Linked DNA regions of Mus musculus: all the other regions are linked to region 3. A link is a contact called in public Hi-C and HiChIP or PLAC-seq data. All regions are on one chromosome and are shown on one strand. Each heading gives the region's core, a stretch centred on a gene start, on an enhancer-like site or on the middle of the called end of the contact. The rest is flanking DNA. Distances are from core to core; before and after follow the strand shown. Region 1 has its middle 22 kb from the start of Gm31813. Region 2 has its middle 37 kb from the start of 7530428D23Rik. Region 3 has its middle 220 kb from the start of Gm31610.

Evidence for each region. A called contact is a pair of places that touch in the nucleus more often than the background predicts. HiChIP or PLAC-seq counts read pairs in DNA pulled down with a chosen protein or histone mark.
Region 1: a contact with region 3 is called in a FOXA1 HiChIP or PLAC-seq map of pancreatic cancer cells. The contact joins two enhancer-like sites. A contact is called at or near these places in 1 of 484 Hi-C or Micro-C datasets (psoas muscle) and 2 of 115 datasets of contacts at active chromatin or transcription factors (heart atrium and pancreatic cancer cells).
Region 2: a contact with region 3 is called in a Hi-C map of the C2C12 cell line, with 1.9 times the contacts expected there. The contact joins two enhancer-like sites. A contact is called at or near these places in 2 of 484 Hi-C or Micro-C datasets (the C2C12 cell line and the HL-1 cell line).

The regions. Positions count from the first base shown.
Region 1 is chr3:21,984,144-21,988,766 of GRCm38.p6, forward strand. No RefSeq gene overlaps it. Among named protein-coding and RNA genes, the nearest start is that of Gm31813, 22 kb to the left of the region's middle. Within about 2 kb of position 2,113, at least 104 of the 459 cell types and tissues checked have an H3K27ac peak or open chromatin away from gene starts, as enhancers often do. A contact at or near this core is called in pancreatic cancer cells, where this site is marked.
Region 2 is chr3:21,835,393-21,839,765 of GRCm38.p6, forward strand. No RefSeq gene overlaps it. Among named protein-coding and RNA genes, the nearest start is that of 7530428D23Rik, 37 kb to the left of the region's middle. Within about 2 kb of position 2,084, at least 17 of the 459 cell types and tissues checked have an H3K27ac peak or open chromatin away from gene starts, as enhancers often do. A contact at or near this core is called in the C2C12 cell line, where this site is marked.
Region 3 is chr3:21,265,899-21,270,148 of GRCm38.p6, forward strand. No RefSeq gene overlaps it. Among named protein-coding and RNA genes, the nearest start is that of Gm31610, 220 kb to the right of the region's middle. Within about 2 kb of position 2,618, at least 48 of the 459 cell types and tissues checked have an H3K27ac peak or open chromatin away from gene starts, as enhancers often do. A contact at or near this core is called in the C2C12 cell line and pancreatic cancer cells, where this site is marked.

The sequences.
Region 1 (4,623 bases), core at 863-3,362, 720 kb after region 3:
GTTGTACAACAGCGCTTCCAATACCCAGAGCCCACGTGGCAGAAAGAGGCAGCAGAGGTCCCTTGACCTCTGCTCAGGTGCTCCAGCCAACAAGAGCCTCCCCACCCCCTGCTGTTCCAAACACACACTGAATAAAGAAATGTTAAGCAAAATAAAACAACTTTGCAGTTCTTAATGGAAGGAACAGCTTTCCTTTTTTCCCCATTATTAACCTTTTTAGTTACCCTACAAAATAGTAAGTTTCATTAAGCAGTTTCTTTCTTAAAACACAGCAGGAGTCATCTGAAAGATCCTAGCAGGAGTGGAGATGTAACACATGCTCTTTAACTTGTTTGGTTAAAATAAATTTCAGCTTCTAAAAATACTGTGTTCTTCCCCAGCTAGCTTCTTGCCATTTAAAATTTGACACAGTGCTTACCAAAGATGACTCAAAATTCAGTTATTCTTATTTCCTGCATTCTTGATTTCCATACAGAGCTGCAGAATCTTTCCAAGGAAAAAAAAGTGGACCTTCCACCCACTCCTACTTTCCCCTGGTAAAACTGCCCTGGCTGCAGTTTACCTTCAAGGTAAACCAGGGAAATGACCCAGACACTGCCTTTCAGGGAGCAGGATTCCAACATGTGAGTAGTGGTAGCAGGTACTCCTGATTTTAAATAATGCCTCTCAAGAGGCCCAATGGCTAAGAGCTCCTGCTTTGCAAGAATGAAAACCTGAGATCAAATCTCCAACATGCAAGTAAAAAGCCAGGCATGGCTGGCTGCTCTCTTGTATACCCTCAGCTTTGCACGGTAGAGACAGGCAGATTCTGAAAGTTCATTGGCCAGGCAACTCCAACTAAATGCTAATCTTCTGGTTCAGTGGGAGACAGTGTCTCAAGGAACTGAAACCATCAGAGAAAGACATACTATACTCTTCTCTGGCCTCTGCATAAGGACACACACACACACACACACACACACGACAGAGAGTGAATAATGATTCTGGTATTGTGGCTATGTAACACCATTGCTTTTTTGCTGATTCTAGGGGAATAAGACTACTGGATGTGAAATGTGTTAAGATTTAAACAGGCAACATATGTAAATAAATTGACACAGATTAAGTCTTAAGGAATCCATAGTTAATAGTGTTTTCAAAACAATTAACGATGCTACTCAACCACAATGAGATCATATCCTGATAAGCCCCTCAGTAGATGAAAATATCACTTAACACCCATCACCTACTGGACAAACCAGCTAAGCAACCATGCTGGAGAGTATTGGTTGCTCACATTTGTGATCCCAGGCTGACCACAAACTGAGAGTACGGTGCCACTGCCCACTGTAAGTCATACCCCAAGAGGAAGATCAAAGCTCAACAACCCAAAAGAAATAAAAAAAAAATCACTAAAGCCAACCACTTTAGCTGTCAACATAAAATAGTTTCATTAGTTGGAAAGTAAAAAACAAAACAAAACAGAACAAAAACCTGGAGAATGAACCAAATTGGAGAACATTCTAGAAATCTCTCCAGAGTCTGCTTTTCCGATGTGTATGGAATCTGTGTTGGTTTTCGTTGTTGTTATTTGCCTTGGTTTTTAGTTTAGTGAGTATTACCTAGGCCTAGATGACCCTTCTAATTACATAGTTGAGGAGAACCAAGAACACTGATTCTTCTTCCTCTACCTCCAAAATTAGAGGATCACAAGAATGTGTTACAGTTCCTTACTTACATGGTGCCGAGACAGATGCCAGCGCTTCGTGAATGCAAAGCAAGCACTCTACAACTGAGTTATATGCCCCGTCCCAGCACTTAAGTTACTGAGGCAGCATATAAGGCCTCTCCAAAGATTCCAAGAGTGGTGTAGAAACCTCTGAGGGTTTTTGTCCTATCCACAGCTAGACAACTAGACACTCTGCTCATCACCCAGGGTATCAGCTTGGAAGCCTGGGTCTGGATTAACTTTTATGAGCCCTACTGTTGATCCTACTGGGAGAGAATAGGACCATTATCCCAATTTTTGAGCCAAAATTAAAGTAAGTTTTATTAAATGCTGGCCAAGACTATGGACTCTACCCAGATCCATACTCAGGATTCCCAGAAAACGGCCTCACACTGTGCTAATCTGGTGATTATAAAGGCACAACCTACAAGGCTGTGTATTTGCTGCCTTGGGGGTAAGCATACATCCTGCCTATGTACTTCCTGGTCCATGTGATTAAGGACATCCTGAGAAGTTGAAGCAACCAACCTTGTTTACAGAAGTGAAAACATTTTCATGGCTTGTTATCTTGCATGAATAGTAGCCCCCAGAATCCAGGAAGTTATCTGTCCGTGGGCAGAGAAAGTTATCTGCATTATAGGTTAGAGACATTTTTGTTTTATAGATCCCTTCAGCACAGGAATTAAAACTTAAAATATAACTTTAGCCCTCACAGTTGGAGTATATCATTTACCAAGCTGTAAAGGGCAATTAGGTTGTCTGATTTCACAAGACCAGGTTCACCGGATGGTGTCCAGCTTCCCCTGGTGAATGAGTGACCAGAACGAAAGCACTCTTCACCTCTGCTGAACTTGGATCCTTGAAGGTGGGGCTGACTAGAGTTACCAGGCTGTACAATGCTGTCTGGCCACATCTTGGAGCTGGGCACATTTCTCGTCCTCCCCTCAGGGAGGGGTTTATAGTACAGGCAGTTTTTTCAAAGAGGAACATTTCCTTAAACAGGACACCTTAGGCTTATCTGTTGTAGGAGAACAATTAACACAAGCTTTGTGAAGATCTGCAATTGAGAAAACACTGAGTTCCAAGCCAAGTCCAGTCACTTACACTGGCAGAGTCCATTCTCAGAGTCATCAGAGGTACGGGGTGTTCTCTAGGACTTGGTCCTGGTCCTGAGTTAGCACAGAGGCAAATAGTCCTTGCCTAAGAGTTGATGTTCCAGGAAAAAGTAGATGTGTGGTTGCCAGGATGACTATCTCCAACTCAGCTGGGTTTATTTTCGTCTGCCATTTTAAGAAGATGTTGGCTCAGGGGACAGACACATTCTGTACCAAGCCAACAGGTACCCTGCCAAAAATTCTGTGTCAAAAGCTGATGATGAGGGCTGAGGGATGTATGTCAGTTGGCAGAGTACTTGTCGAATGAGCACAAAGACCTAGGATCAATCCCCAGCACTGTGTAAAGGGATTGTGGTGGCACATATCTGCAAGGTCATCCTAAACTATATAGAAATATCAAAGGAAACCAGACAACTTGAGACCCTGATTTAAAACAAGGGAAAGGACTGAATAAAATAAATAGCCTCTGATATTTGGGCATTTAAATTTGTTGTTGTTGTATTTTTCCTGATTTCAGAACTCTTGCTGGAACAATCTCTACATTATGGTTGACTGTAGAAAGAGCTTCCAAGTTAGCGAGCTGAACCTCCTACAGATGAGGGTTAGAGGAGTAAGTATCTCCTCAGGAACTAATGCACGTGATTATGGGGCCTTACTAAATCTAAACTTCTCGGGTCAGCATCAGTCTTTAGTAAGACCTTCAGCTGACTAGACGGAACCCACCATGTCATAAAAAGTATTCTTGCTGCACAAAGAATCCATTGGTTTTCATGTTAATCTCACCCAAAGATGTTACAGAAACATCTAAAATAATGCTTGACTGAATATGCAGCCCCATAGCCCAGCCAAGTTGAGATGCAGAATGACTCACGCTGGTTTCTAAACACCTGCCAGTCTCCTACAGCCTCTGACACCATTAACCACAAAGGGGAGGGGGGGGGGAGGTTTTCTCTTTCCCTTACCCATCTCACTGTTAGTCTAGACTCACTACCAAAACCAGACATGAATATTGGGCTCTTACTGTGAAAGCAGAAGGTGCAGAGAAAGTTCCCTTCACACAGTTGATCAATAGCATTAGAAGTAACAAGAAATGAGAAAATTCACATGGTCCAAGTCGTCAGGCTCCTAACACACACAGCATGCTCTGCTCGGGGCCTTCCCTAGCCTACACACTTGCCTGGAAGGCAACAACTCCTTTTCAGTTCCTTGAGCTGTGGCTTTTCTTCCCCAAATCTTCTCTCATGTTCCTTTCCTCCAGGGAGGGTGGTTGTGACATCTGCACACAGAGACGCCGTGGGAGGCAACAGCTTCGTCCGTTGGAGTTTAAAGTCTAACGCAAACCCTGAGCCGTTATCTCACTATCCACTGTTACATAAGGAAACAGTCTTGACTGACACCCCTTTCTGTGGTCATGAGTTGTTTCCTCATTGCTCTTCCCTCAGCAGTCTCACCTTTAACCCAGGAAGTGAGGAGAACATGTTTCTGCCATGTGTATGTACCTTAGGCCTGAATAAAGCAGGGCTTTCATTATTTTAGATTGAACTAAAGAAGATTTAGCTACCTTGAAAAGCAACACTCACAAGGGGTTTCCACTAATAGCGATCCTCATCTCACTGTGAATGGGTATATAGTCATGCATGGTGTCTTGAGGACTCCTTTGATAGAATGATATAATCGACAGAACATGTAGACCCTGAGGCACTATGTGGAGCACACATCAGCAGGAGTACACACCTAGCTTGTTTCCAGTATTCAGTTTCTTACTCTCCCAGGCTGCACCTTCACTATGATGATAAGCAC
Region 2 (4,373 bases), core at 834-3,333, 570 kb after region 3:
ATTCTCAAATAAAAGTTTCCTTTCCATATGTCTTCATACAAATTTACTAAGTTCTAGAAATTTCCCAAATGATTTCTATGGTTTGGTGTCCTTCAGAACATACTGCTCAAGAGATGTTCTATTTTCTTGGTTTCAAATGGCCCCTAAATAAATCTAACCTCACCATTTCCTAATGGCCTCCCTTTTACTAGATTCTTCTGAAATGTGTTTTTAAGTACTGGAGCTTTCTGCTAGAGCAATGACCTAATGAATCATTTAGCAACCCTCACCCTCAGCTTTCCCTTTTGGAACATCTGTGAGCTCTGTCTTTGTGGATTCATGTAAGAACAAACAGAACTCAAGAGCATGCCAAGGAAGCAGTTGGCACGTTGTATGCTGGCATGGCCAGGCAATAGTAATCCAGGTTTGGAGGTTCCAAACATGATTCTGGTAGGCAAGGGGTATTTCAGTTTTAGAGTCATTACAGGATGATTGAAAATAAATGTCAAATGTAAGCCCTTATGATTATAAAGGAAAAAGATTACTAGCATAAAAGGTTAGAATAGTAAATATACGAAAGATGGAATCTTAGTCTAGGTCTTCTTAAGTTCAAAGAACTCATTCAGTGCTTTGGGCAGCAAGGCATCACACTTGGACCATTTTACAAGTCCCTTTTCATGGAATTGGTTTGAGTAACCGATAAAACTGTCCCAGAAGAGTTCCCTTCCCGTTATTTTCATTTATTTCCACAAAGGTACGTGAATGTATGAAAAGACTAGCAATATCTCAGAGGTCTCAAATAAAACACCTTGCTGCCATATCAATTCCCCTTACACATGAATTGTATCTGGACATCCCTGCTCGACTGGTCACACCTCTCTCTGAGAGTCAGTTCATCAGTTAGTGCTGGGCATAGTTGAGGATGGGTCTAAGCAACAACCTAAGTAACAGAAGTCACTTTTAGGGAAGTATAGGCCAACAACACATAGGTTCTACTCTAGAGAAGCCCAGCAAGTCCTAAAGTTGGCAGGTGAGTGTACTGATATAGTTCCCTAATTGGTTCTTGATTTATCAATAAAGAAGACCAAGAGCTAATTGCTGGGAGGAAGGTACAGGTGGGTACATTTTTCTTCTGGGTCCCAAGAGAAGTGGGAAATGCAGGGAAAAAGAGAGGGGCTTTTTCTGCCATGCATTGGAATGAGAAGAAAACAGCAGTCATGTAAGGTCTTGGGGCAGCTGAGGCCTGCAGTCTCCATTAAGGACAGGGTCCAAGGATATTGTCAGAGGGCTAGCTGAAACAAACCACTAAATTTAGGGTGGAAGGAGAGATGGAGATGATAAATTGATAAGGGCACACATTTCCAGGCAGGAGGTATCTGTGCCCAGCAATTGTGCCACAAAAGGCAAGCTGAAAAGTAGCAAGCTGAGTGTGTGTCCTTTATCATCAGATTCAAGGCTCTCAGGTGGGGCTGGTAAGGTAACCCCTCCCAGAGCAAGGGTCTCAGGAGTGGGCTGGTGGAAGGGGCCAGGAAAGACACTAAGTATAGGCCTTGATGGTAAAGTACATGATGCATACCTGTGAGGAACTGAGTTCAGATCCCCATAAAACACTACTCTGTAAATCCAATGCTAAGGATTGCATTACAGACCTCCCAAACTCTTGAAGCTTGCTGGTCAGTCAGTTTAATTGACTCAGTGACTTCCAGGCTCAGCGAGAAAATATGGCTCAAAATATGTCAGTACAATGGTTCAGCAAACTCCTCCAAGTTTCACACCTGACAGAAGCCTCCAGAACCAACAAGGTAGAAGGTAAGACCCAACACCCAAAGTTGTCCTCTGACCTCCATAGGCACATACATATGTATGAGCACTCATATGCATTCAATTAGTTCAATCTATCAATCAGTCAATAAGTAAAAAAGTAGACAGTACTAGAGGACACCTAACATAAATCTCTTTCCTACAGACACGCACATATGAACATATACCACACAGAAAAGTACTAACACTGCCTCTGTGTCACTGAGTGTGATTTCCTATGGATTAGGGTCTTTGGTTTGAACAATTAGCAGGAGTGGCACAGTTTAAAACTACTGAGTCATGTTTGTGCAGCTGCTGTGGTTCTCCATCTGCATTTTCAGTTGTGGCTTCTATGATGTAATGCATGAAATGTTGTGTGCTTGTTTATAATAATTGCTTCCCCTAAACTTTCAAAAGTTTGATGCTTTTCAGGAGTCACCATAGACCATCCTGTAATCTCAATTTCCAAAGTTAAAACCTCCTTGACCCAAGTGGATGTCGATGATGAGCTAATGTGTTCTGTTGAACTTCAACTGACCTGAGTGTTCCAGATATCGCCTGATGGAAATGAGTTTTATCATTTTCCACCAGCAGCTGTGGCAGACAAATAAGCAGCCTGTCCACAGGGGAAATAAACGTGTTTTCTTCTCCTCTGAAGCCTCAGTGAGAACCCAAACAAAGTCACCTTTTCCTACTGTTACCCCAAGAATCACTGAAAGTGCCACAGGGAACTGGCTAGCTTCTAATTACACATGGAGAATTTTTATCACTTGTAGAGCCACAGGCTCAGTGTTTGTATTGGTTACCTTTCTGTTGCTGTGATAAAACACCAGGACCAAAGCCAACTTAAGGAAGAAAGAGTTCCACAGGGATAGAAAGTTCACCATTAGCGGTTTACTGTGTTATCATCCTGGTGGGAATCATGGTGGCATGTAGGCAGACCTGGTGCTGAAGAGGTACCTGAGAGCTCTCTACCTGGATCTATAGGCAGTAGGGAGAAACAATGAAACTGGGACTACCTTGAGCATCTGAAACCTCAGAACCCACACCAGTTAACACACTTTCTCCAAGGCCACACCTACTCCAACAAAACCACACCTGCAATAATGCCACTTCCTCTGACTCTATGGAGCCATTTTCATTCAAACTGCATCTTTCTTCTAGCAAATACCTTCTCTAAAGTATTCCCTTATCCTCTTTGTAAGTGACATTTGTAAATACACTTTACAGAGTTGGGCCACCTCAAATGTCACTACATCCCTGTGTACACTCATTGGCAATGAACCAGTTCTGAGCTCAAGTTCACATGTGGTACAAGGATGTGGTGATGGTATCCTTCCGATCTTCTGTTTCCAGGTTTTACACCATTTTGATGTCAGATATTTGTTCTTAATTCCACAATAATATGTGATATTTGTGTAACTGCAAGCAGCCAGTTACATTTTGTTGGTGAGCAGTGCTGGGAATGGAGCCTTGAACAGGTCCTGTACATGCCCTGTACATGCCTTTGCTAGGCAAATGTTCTACCATTTCAGTTGCACCCCTACTCCTTGACTATTTTCTTGAGACTCTAAACTAAGGAAGGGGGAGTCTCATGTTTGTCCACATATTGCAATTTGTGGTCGTTTTAGTACACATTTCCTTTTAGTTATTGTTTCTCAGGAACTAACTACCTTTGCCCGGTCACCAAGGAAAATCCCTCTGTGTGCTATCCAGCTTGCCCCACGAGTCCTGAGCTTCCAAGCAGTAGGCCCGGAATAATACAGACCTTTCCAGGCTATTCATTCCTCCCCTCTAGGTGGATCTATCCCCAGCCTGAAGATGATGTATCATGGGTCAGCACTCAGCTACACATTCCTGCGGAGTGCTTCACTGGTTCCTGGTATACCCCCTCTCCAGATCACCAACGCTGAAAATTCCACCTCAGCTCCTCTCCACTTCATCTTATTGGCTCAAAGGAGCTACCTGTCTTTGCTGAGACCCCCATCTCCCTTTAGTCACTCTTTCTTGGCAACTGCAGGTAGAAAGCCTGAGGATCACAGGCTCACTCACCTCTGCTTCTTAACACTTGGTGGCCCTTGCTTTTCAGGACGTAGTGTTTAAAGCATTATAAACTGCCTTTGATGTATGTGATCTAGCTTCCCAACCACTTTGCTCTCTACCAGCAATGACAGCTTTATGGGAGTCTACATATAACAATCCCTTTGAGATGCCCCTTATAGAAGGTTTCTGATTCTTATAACCACAATGAGTACAAAAAAGATTCCGGTGTTGGGTCCAACTCTGTTAGCACACCTGGCCGGCAGCATCAGAACATACCAGTTTCACAGCTAGTTTCCAATGACTGTCAAGTTGGCAGGATCTAACATCACCTAAGAAACAAATCTCTGGGCATGTCTCTCAAACAGCGTCGAGGTTATACCACCCCATAATATGAGCAGCATCACTCCTTGGACCGAGGTTCTAGGCTGAACGAGCAGGAGAACATGACCAGGATGTGTCTCTCTGCTTCTGACCAGGGACACAATGTACCTGGTGACCTCACTCCCCTGCCTTCCATCCATGATGAACAGGACCATGTCTGCTTGACATCT
Region 3 (4,250 bases), core at 1,368-3,867:
TAAGTGTATCTGAGTTAGACAACCTGTGTTTATTTATTTGTTCTAGAATGTATCTAGTAAATAAAGAGAATATATTTTAAGTTAATAGCAGTGATGACACTTGCAAAAACAAGGCTAAACTTACTTTTAAGGCAGTAATCTTTAACTTGTTTGCTGTTGTAAATGTTTACATTGATATTAAAATTATTATTTAACTAAGGCAGGATACAAATCAAATGAAAACCTTATCTTAATTGACGTGTCTTTGGAGACCTTAAGTCGTGGTGTTCTAATGTGAGGAGGCAGAGAGTTGGGAACTGCCTATAACAAAGATGGCAGATAGTCACGAGACTGCCTTCAACCAAGATGGTGCTGAAGCTACAGCTAGACATGAGATCACCCTTAGCTAAAATGGCGCTGAAGTGATAGCTCTACCTCTGGAGGAAAGTCATATGTTCAATCTTAGAATGCAAAGGCAGAAGTGTTGTTATGTATCAGCAGAGACAAAGAGACATGTTTTGTCTGGCAGACAGGAGATCTCTCCCTGTCACAACAGGCAACCTCTTGACACTGCGCAGAATGGCAGGTCTGAGTTGAGCACGGTTCTAAAGCTGCCTGTTTGGGCAAGCAGCTGGCAATGGTGGTGGTGGCAGCAGTGGCGTTCAGGAGCTGCAGGAGGCTGGAGATGTGTTTGGTGTCTCGACTCAGTGCCAGGCAGCTAAGGAGCGGTGGCAGTAGCAAAGTAGGGTGGGTGAGAGAGTGAGAGAAGGGGGGGGGTGCAGAGAGAGGAAGAGGAGGGGCAAAAAGCGGAGGGTGGGGAAATAAGGCGTTTCAGCGCCCGCCATTATGCAGCTACTTAGAGTTATAGCTCATGGGTACTGGGCCCCAATTTAGCCTGTGAATTCGGAAGACTTTAAGGCTGGGAGGCATCCCGGTAGGGAACCTAGAAGTAGCAGCAAAGGCTTTTCCTTTTAGGTGAGAGTAGAAATTATAAATATTATCCCTACCTGCATCCTGAGGATAAATTAATTACTAGAAACAGTGGCAACACAGGCCAAATCATCGGGTCTTCATGTGATGAAGTCCGGGCTGAACTTTTGTGGCATTGAGAGAACGGTGCACCTAGGCTTAAGATTTCCCAGGAGCAATAAATAAACCGCCTCAAGGAGAGAGAAAACTCTCACCCAGGGGAAAGGATCCTAAAATGAGGAGTCAGCTAGAAGGCCAGTCATAACTGTGAATACCTTCATCCTCAAAGACACCAGAGAGTGGCTGAGAGCCCAAAAGCCCTCCTTGCAACCAGGGGTCATTTATGCTGAGGAATGGGTAGTGAAGCTTACCAATTTACCACTGTTTGGATGGAGGTCTACCGATCCACTGGCTAGAAAGTCCATGTTGCGTTGGAAAATATGAACTTGCAAGTTTGTAAATCTGAGTGTTGGCACCAAATGTTGTGTTTTATAAAAAGGCAAGTATATGTTTTGTAGAACACAGTATAGTGAAGTGGGAAGGGTGCCCCAGTGGGCCCCTGCTGAAGCATCAACCTCTCCCCGAGGGACCAGCCATAGGATGGGTATAGTGTAGAATGGGGCATGGGAAAAGAGTAAAGACAGAGAAAAGAGTAGAGACAGAGAGAGAAAGAGAGAGGGGGGAGGGGGAGGGGAAAGGGGAAGGGGAAGGGGAAGGGGAAGGGGAAGGGGAAGAAGCAGGCAGCCAGGAACATGAGGGGGGAGGGGAGAGAAGGAGAAATGGGTAAGGGAAAGAAGAGAGTCCGAGGGAGAGAAAGGTCACAGAGCACAAGCAGGGGGTATACAGCCCTTTTTATAGCAGGCCAGGCCTACTTAACTCTTTGGTGAAGCCTAGAATGAATGTCCGCACTGTGGCTTAGGGGCACCTTTAGAAAATAACATAGTTTTCTAAGTTTATTTTATAACAAATAACTAAGGAAGTAATCTTTTGTTTAGTTTCTAGTGTGGGTGATTCTCTTAAAAGGCCAATAGAAGTAATTAGAGCATTAGAAAATATATTGAAAACAAAGCACAAAGCTGGAAGTTTAGCTTGATATACCTAGCACATGTGAAGCTCCATGTTCAAATTTCTGCAAAGAAAAGTAGAATTAAATAAAAAATGTACAAATTCATATGACATCAATGTGTCATGATTGGTATAATACTTTCTCCCAAATTTTGAGTTTTGATGATTTTTTTGTAATTTTTGAAAGATGGATTTCCATTGATCCAATGGTGATAAGCATCGAGCTGCAGTTGTCTAGCAACATGTTTATCTGCTCTGTGTCTTCAACCACTAACTACCATGCAGATTATTAAGATTTGGTGATATTCTTAAAGGCAGCATTTCTAAAGATACTAGAAAATTTATGAAATGTTCTCCTCTTTCCCATTGAGCCTTGTTGAGATCAGCTGCATGAGGTTATGAGGTTGCTAGAAACAGAGGCAGGAAGAAAGAGGCGAGGACTGAGGGGCAGTAGAGGGAGGCACATTTCCATGCTATACCACTGGAGTCAAGATAGTTACATTTTCATATCATTTTTAATGTTGCTCAAGCTCCTAGAATGCACCCACACAGAAGGCTTCAGTTAATGTGTATGTATTTTGAGCACTCCCCTCTTTCAACCCTCTAGTTTTATTTCCTTCCTTCAGATAAGATGAATGCAGCATGACTCAGGTCATAGCTCAGTGCTGACGCATGGCTTCCAGATAGAACTGCCAGCCAGGAGAAGCCGCTCCTGTAAAGATCAAATCAGGCAGCTCTGGGTTGATGCGAGGTCATCCAGAGCCAGCTTTGACATCTGATAGGACCTTGTGATCAATCAGGCCTTTCTTCACTCTTCCACGCTTTCTGTATGACAGTGGCCCTAACAAACAGTTGGGATACATCATGAGGGACAGACGCATTAGACTGTGAAAGGAGAACAGTGTGAATATTATGAAAGAATCAGTAAAAGAGAAGCCCTCGCCTTTCTAACCTTGCTCTGTTCAAATGGTGGGAAATCTAAATCTCAGGCCTGCCAAGACTACTTTAATCTGCTTCTTAACATTTTGTACATTCTGTACATTAAACTATAAACTTAGAACATTCTCAGTGTCATAAGATGAAATTTTAGCCAGCCTGTGCTCTGTTTACTTCTGTTTATAAGTACAGTGTGTGCTCTCTTTGAGTCTTTGTGTGCTTGCCATTTGAGAGACACATACATACTGTGGAAACCTAGCAGCGAGGAATCAGGGCTGTTAATGCAAGCACATACTGACCCCAGACCCATGCAGGGCTTCAGCAATTCCAAGTCTCATCATCAAAAAAGTCATGAAAACCAAATGGCCCTGAGAATCCTGTGCCAGACTCCATCAGTGAGTGGTATTGAGCCATGCCAAGGACCAAAGGTGGACTGCCAAGCACAATATCATGTATGCCTTTGATGTAGGTGACATAGCAGTCACCTCAGTGATTTCTAGGGATACGATAGCTCTTTTCACCCCTCGACTACTCTCTCTATCTTGCCTGTTCCCCTCTCAACCTCATTAACAGTTCTCATGTTCCCATAAACACATTCTCTGAGGTTTTCCTGGGGAAGATTACACAATGGAACTGGGCTGCTTCTGCTTCGCCAATTCATATTGAGAGGAGAAAACTGGGATAGAGAGCAGCTAGAAGAGGGTCTGTAGTGCCTCTCCAGTCTCCCTCTGGGAGCCTTCTCCTCAGACTCTAAGGACTTTAATTATTGGCTAGTGACCTAGAAAGTGACATGACTTCTGAACTGAGATTTGTCGGCCTGGGTTCCATTATCACAGAGAGATGGAATTTCAATCACCTTTGCCTTTTGTTTGTCATGGCCAATCAGAGTAAACCATATACAGATTTTTGTTGTTAGTGGATGAGGAGATTTTTTTTTCTTTGAGACCAAGTCTTGCTGTGCCTCTGATTGGCAGGTAATTGTCTAAGCTATCCCAGAATTCATAGTAGTTCTCCAGTCACAGGCTACTAAGTGTTGAAACTGCACAACTTCAACAATATTAATTTGTATTAAATAACATCCAATTTTCTTCTAATTGGTGTTCCAGCAGTATGCTTGAACTTCAAAGAAAATAGACACGTAAAAAGTAAAACAAAATTTCCACGTGATAATTCAGATTAATTATTAAAATAATCTCAAGGAATTTGTTGATTAAGTCATCTCACTCAATAGGAAGTGTGCAAACTTTCACTTTGAAAATAATTGAACATTTAAATTATTCAGATGTGCTATCACAAGTTGT